Regions from separate parts of the Rattus norvegicus genome. Here region 1 is linked to region 2. The links are chromatin contacts, called in public Hi-C maps. All regions are on one chromosome and are shown on one strand. The core of a region is the stretch at or near the end of the contact, and the rest is flanking DNA. Distances in the headings are between cores, read along the strand shown.

Region 1 (2,944 bases), core at 313-2,812, 160 kb after region 2:
AGATAAATTAATAAGGAAACTAAACTTTTCCTAAATAAAACAGCAGCTAAGTCTCTTTCTTTGTCCTGTCTCTTGCCTCTTTCTGGATCCTACGAATGACAGACTGTAAGGACACCAATCCACCATTTCTCCTTTCCATTTTAAAGCAAAACTCTCTGCTCTCTGAAAGAGACACCCGGAGCAGCAAACATGATAATATTTTTATGGCTAATTCAGTTGACTTAAAAGAAGGAAAAGATCTAAATCTGTCCTATTTATTTGAATAAATTACTTTATGATACAGCAGCCCCTTAAACCTTGACAGATTCTACTAAACCCATTTAAAGAAACCTGTCCCGTGTTCACAAAATGTGCAAGTGCATGTGTGGGGTGCAGCCCAGAAGTCTACCTTTACATTTTACCTCTCGGTTTTTCCTATCATTTCCCCTTTATTGCACAATAAAATAAATAAATAAGCCATTACCAAGGAAAAAGAACAAGGTGCTATGTAAAGGCTAGGGTATAAGCAGCACATGGCTGTGGCAGCTCCAAGTGGAGCACTACCAAGGGCCCTGATAGTCTCAGAAGGTATGGAGAGCACAGCAATCTACTTACCAGTCATTCACTTGGTTTTATACTGTTTTACTTTGCTATTGGGTTGATTTAAAATAAATGTCTACAACTCCACTTGGGAAAAGTAAATTGGATTATCCCTAGATTCCCCCTCTCTGATTGCTATAGGATAATTTACAAACAAGGTCGTCCAGGATTTAGATAAAACATCAACCTTTTCTGAGGGTGACAGTCTATTGATTAGAACTGTAAAGGATTTTCTCCACTTTAGAGGTCATAGTGGCTTTAATTGAGCTTACGATCAGTTTCTTCTTACTACGATCATTGATTCTCATTGCAACCCCAGTTCTGGTTTCAGGCTCTCAGAATGAAGCTGAAAGGTCATGGCCTGGGATTCTTGGAGAAGGCCTGGCATATAGGGCAGGTACACTCAGAATACAGAGGGTTGGAAAAGTACAAGTGGCCTTAGTCCAGAGAATGGCCTGCCTGCTACGGTCCAGGTACTTGCATATAAAATGATTAGAACAATGTTGAAAATTTTCTTTCCTTGGAAATCTACAAAGATAATTAACCCCATCCTTAAAATGGGAGCTGATGGAGCTCCAATGGGAACAAAAAGCCTCTGGATTTCAAATTAATAAGTGATTTAAAGTTGTAATTACTATCTTTATACATTTTATAAATCCCCGTCTAAGGGTTATTGACACCGCCACCCCCATGTTGCTCATTTTGTCTCCATTTGTTGAATAGGAGTTTTCATTTGATGTGAAGATTTTAGAATTTTAAGTCAGGTGTATCTAAGGCTTAATCATTGGGACGTGGTCAAATTATTCTCCCAGATCGTGTAAACCAAAATAAATAGAAAATCTCGTTTTTAAAAAATGTACTTCGAGACTCAGCCTCTGACTGAGAACTAACGAGGACAAACCTACGGGTGGCAATGAGGGGTCAATTCACCACAGGCGTTGGGTCAGGGGTGGAGGAGTCGGAAGTGATTGGGATTTGGGGGTGGAGATTCGCTCACACACTGGAGCTGAGCCTTGAGCGGCCATATCTGCCGCCGCCGCAGCTGTGAATGCAGCATCTGCGCTTAGCTGCCTTCGCGCTGCTAAGGTTCGCGTCGCTCGCCCGTGGTCCGTGGCCGTTCCTGCCTTACTACCACCGGTAGAACCCTCTCCTTCTGACCTGCCTACCTCGCTCCTTCTCCGCCGCACCCCGGCTGCTCACACCATGGATCTCGGCAGCAGCAGCGACTCGGCTCCCGACTGCTGGGATCAGGTGGACATGGAAGCCCCGGGTTCGGCTCCGAGCGGGGATGAAATCGCCCCCGCAGCCACGGCAGCGGCTGAGGCCGCGGAAGCCGAGGCCCAGCGCAGGCATCTCAGCTTGGCCTTCAGCAGTCAGCTCAACATCAACGCCAAACCTTTCGTGCCTAGCGTAAGCGCAGCGGAGTTCGTGCCGTCCTTCCTGCCCGGATCGGCCCAGCTGCCCGCCCCCACAGCCTCCAGCTGCGACGAAACCTGCATCGGTGGCGCCGCGGAGCCTCAAGGTAAAAGGATGGAATGGGGAGCACCTGTGGAACCTTCCAAAGATGGACCTTTAGTGTCGTGGGAGGGTTCCAATTCAGCTGTTACCATGGAACTTTCAGAACCTGTTGTAGAAAATGGAGAGGTGGAGATGGCCCTGGAAGAATCGTGGGAGCTTAAAGAAGTAAGTGAAGCAGCGCCTGAGGGTTCTTTGGGAGATGTAGGGCCCCCAGAAGAGAGTGGCAAGGAAGTGATGGAGGAGAAAGAGGAAATAAGGAAATCAAAATCTGTGGTCAGACCATCAGGTGCTCCTAAGAAAGAACACGTAAATGTGGTGTTCATTGGGCATGTAGATGCCGGCAAGTCAACCATTGGAGGACAGATAATGTTTTTGACAGGAATGGTTGACAGAAGGACACTTGAGAAATACGAACGAGAAGCTAAGGAGAAGAATAGAGAGACCTGGTACTTGTCCTGGGCCTTAGATACAAACCAGGAAGAACGAGACAAGGGTAAAACAGTGGAAGTGGGCCGTGCATATTTTGAAACAGAAAAGAAACATTTCACAATCTTAGATGCCCCTGGCCACAAGAGTTTTGTCCCAAATATGATTGGTGGTGCTTCTCAAGCTGATTTAGCCGTGCTGGTCATCTCTGCCAGGAAAGGAGAATTTGAAACTGGGTTTGAAAAAGGTGGACAGACAAGAGAGCATGCAATGTTGGCCAAAACAGCAGGGGTGAAATACTTAATAGTGCTGATTAATAAGATGGATGATCCCACAGTAGATTGGAGCAGTGAGCGATACGAAGAATGTAAAGAGAAACTGGTGCCCTTTTTGAAAAAAGTTGGATTCAGTCCAAAAAAGG
Region 2 (3,141 bases), core at 271-2,770:
CTGTGGCCTGGCTGGTGGGCGGAGCCTCGGAGATCTGGATGGCTTCCATCAAGGTCTGCACAAGCAAGGCGCTGTCTTCTACAGAGGCCTCTGCCTGCAAATACAGGAGGGGGAAATTTTAATCTCTGGGCCTTACAAGCCAGACCTGAAGGAGGGGCACGGCGCAACGCAGCAGGGGAACTGTAGACAGGCGTTACAGTACTCAGACATGGGGGCAGAGGCGGGTCAAAGGGAGGCGGGGCGGGAACAAAATTTAATTAAAGGTAGAGGGGGCAGGGCAAGGTGAGGGACAGTCGGAGGCAGCAGGGGCTGGTGCGGAATGTGGTGCAAGCACTGAACCCCGAATGGGTTTAGAGACAGACTCGTGAGGCTTGCCGTGGGGAGCTCAAGACCTGAGGACGGAGGAATTGAGGAGGATAAACAGAGGAGGGTGGAGGGGGAGTCTCGCGGCGTGGAGAAAGGGAGGGTGGAGGCGAGAGGTTGGGGGATGGGGCGACAGACTGCTCTACACGCGTCAGGGTTATGGAAAAAAAATGGTTCCTTACCCAACCCGCATTCTCTGGGCAGAATGCCCTGACTAACAGGGTCTCCCCTTTCTCTAAGCAGGGACCGATGGCTGAAAAGGGCCGCCCCTCCCCCCTATTCGATAAACGCTAGAAATTTGAGAGCCCGCGGAGTCTAGGCCGGAAGAAGGGCAAAATCAGATCCTGCCATTTGCGCGACCTGAGGGGCCAGGGGTGGGCGTAATCTGTCAGCAAGGAAAATGGAGGAATTGGGAGCGGGGTTCTCACCTGGAAGCCGCGGAGGCCTGCACCGCCGTCCGGTTTCTGAGCCATAGCTCTTGTCTCTCTGGCAAGAGCAGAGCCTGAGGGGGGTGTGGGAGAGGAACTAGGCATTATACTACAGAAGGAAAATACGTAGGACCGAATTGTGTGTGCGCGTGTGGTTTGATTATGGGGGCGGGTGAGGTGCTGGGTACGGGGAGAAACAGGCCTAACTGAAGCGGGAAAAGTAAATGGTCGTCCCGATAGACAATCTAAAATTTCCAGAAGCTGACAGGTAAAAGCTTCAAATCCGCGGTTTGGAATCAGATAAGCGCTCTGAATGCGGTAGTTTACAGGGGCGGGGGGGGGGGCGGTTAGCGGGGAGAGGTTCGCGTCTGTAAAGTTGAATTAAGGCTTTGAATCTAGAGGAATCGTATAACGGATCAAGGTCGGGAAATAGGATTCAGTGAAGGAATTGGATAAAGATTCAGGGAATGAACGGGAGTTCGAATTAGAAAGGGTCGGGAGCGAGGTGTAAGTCCGGGGTAAGGCAGAGGAGGGGGTTTCTGAATTCAGGGAAAGGGGATTGGGATAAAAGAATGGGGGAAGGGCGCCACACCAGGGGGGCAGATGCCCAGTCCGGGGGCGGGTCTCACCTTGCCTCAGGCCCCAACCCCAACCCCCTTCGTTGCTTCCTTCTTCACGACTCAGAGGATCGGGACTGCTCTGCTCCGCTCTCTGCACCCGCACTCTCTCCTTGTCCAGGAGAAAATGCCAGCGCGGCAGCTCGGGCGACCCCGCCTCTTCGCCTAATATACCACCCACCGCCTCAGGAAGCCCCGCGCATGCGCAACAGATCACTGTCCAAATAAGAGTCCCGCTTGCTTTCCCAACAAAAGCTTCATCCTGGAGACCTTGTCGCGCATGTGCACTTGGAGGAGATCCCGCCTCTTTGCCAGCACACTATCCCACCGCCAACCAGGTTGACAGTGTACAAAGGTTCCTCCTCCCCTTCTCCTTACGCATCCACTCCTTCAACAGATGCGCAGCGCCTTTTGGTCCCACCCCCTTGCCCAACACACCAGCCCCCTACCTTTATCCGCAATGCGTCTCTTCTCAGTCCCGCCCTTTTTCCCGAACTCTCTCTAGCCAGGTCCGCAACTACCTCCCACCCACTTGCTTAGAGCCTCTTAGGTAGGCCTCTGCGGGGGGTCTCTTATTTCGACACAAACTAGGCCTCTGCTGAGTTCACGCACTTTGCAATGCAGAAACCTTAAAGGCAGGGGCAAAAAAAAAAAAAAAAACAAAAACAAAACGTGACAGAGCTACCAGGGCAAGGGTCAGCCTGGGGATTCTATAGGTTTCCTCTCACGAGACTCAGAAAATTAGCGTTTCTCTCGCCCTTTTTGCAGTTTTTGCCAAAGAAATATTTCGTGAGGGGTGGGTCCGAGAGGTGAGGGAAGGGCGTAGGGCAGTGGGCTCTGTCCTGGAGCTTGGTTTTCTCACAGGCAGCCTCAGGAGATGGATGGAGGTCAACATTCTCATTTAACACGTCAGGTAGCTAAAACGTAAACCCGCTGTATGGACCAGGGCATTGAGCTAGTAACAAACAGAAAAGACAATATTTGCTTAAACACACTGGTAATCCCAGCACTCCGGAGACCGAGTTCTAGGCCAGCTTTGCAACTCTGAGACTTTATCTAAAAGACAAACAAACATCCATGTGGGGCCTGGATGATCCTGACTGAAAATCTGCTCTGAGAATAGAGGCATTCCTTAATCCTCTATTGGAATAACAAGCTTTCCTCTCCCCAATATTTGTTCCAAGGGAATGAGGCTTGTGTTCTAGGAGGCCTGGTGTATGTGGGAACCCTTCAGGTTCACTCTGTGCTCCTCTTGGCAGGCAGTCTCCAGGAGTGAGACGGCGGGCTTTTTTGGTGCCTGCTGGAGCAGCCAGGGTAGTCAGGTGTGTCTGCCCTGTTCTTGCGGAATGAAGCTGGGCTTGGCTTTAGAATTCCAAGATGAGTGTCTGGCCTATCTGTCTCTGGCTGTGTGAGCCCCTGAGACATGGTCACTTTAGTGGACCTCTCTGAGCCTAATTTACTCACTACACAAAATAGGAATCCCAGGAAGAGAGTCGTGTCCAAGGACACACAGTCTGCTGTGCCAACATGGCTGGAGAAACAAACGCAGAAAAATGGCATACAGATGTGGTGACTCAAACCAAACCCATACGTTCCCGAAACCCCAGGCAGATCTGAGCGCATTTCCCATTTATTCTGGCGTCAGCTCCTGACAGGAGCCTGCATATGAAAGCAAGCTAATGCTAGGAAGGACCGCAGCATTCTGTCCCCAAGGGCCAACATCAATTCTGCCA

The links. A called contact is a pair of places that touch in the nucleus more often than the background predicts.
Region 1: a Hi-C map of frontal cortex shows a contact between it and region 2, with 1.9 times the contacts expected there. The contact joins the promoter of Gspt2 here to the promoter of Maged1 in region 2. A contact is called at or near these places in 1 of 12 Hi-C or Micro-C datasets (frontal cortex) and 1 of 1 datasets of contacts at active chromatin or transcription factors (oligodendrocytes).

What each region holds. Positions count from the first base shown.
Region 1 is chrX:63,581,183-63,584,126 of GRCr8, forward strand. It overlaps Gspt2 (G1 to S phase transition 2), which reads left to right and starts at 1,563. Exons shown (of 1, transcript NM_001109319.1): 1 at 1,563-2,944. The coding sequence starts at 1,783.
Region 2 is chrX:63,421,465-63,424,605 of GRCr8, forward strand. Maged1 (MAGE family member D1) reads right to left here and starts at 1,521. Exons shown (of 13, transcript NM_053409.2): 1 at 1,421-1,521; 2 at 792-865; 3 at 1-94. The coding sequence starts at 836.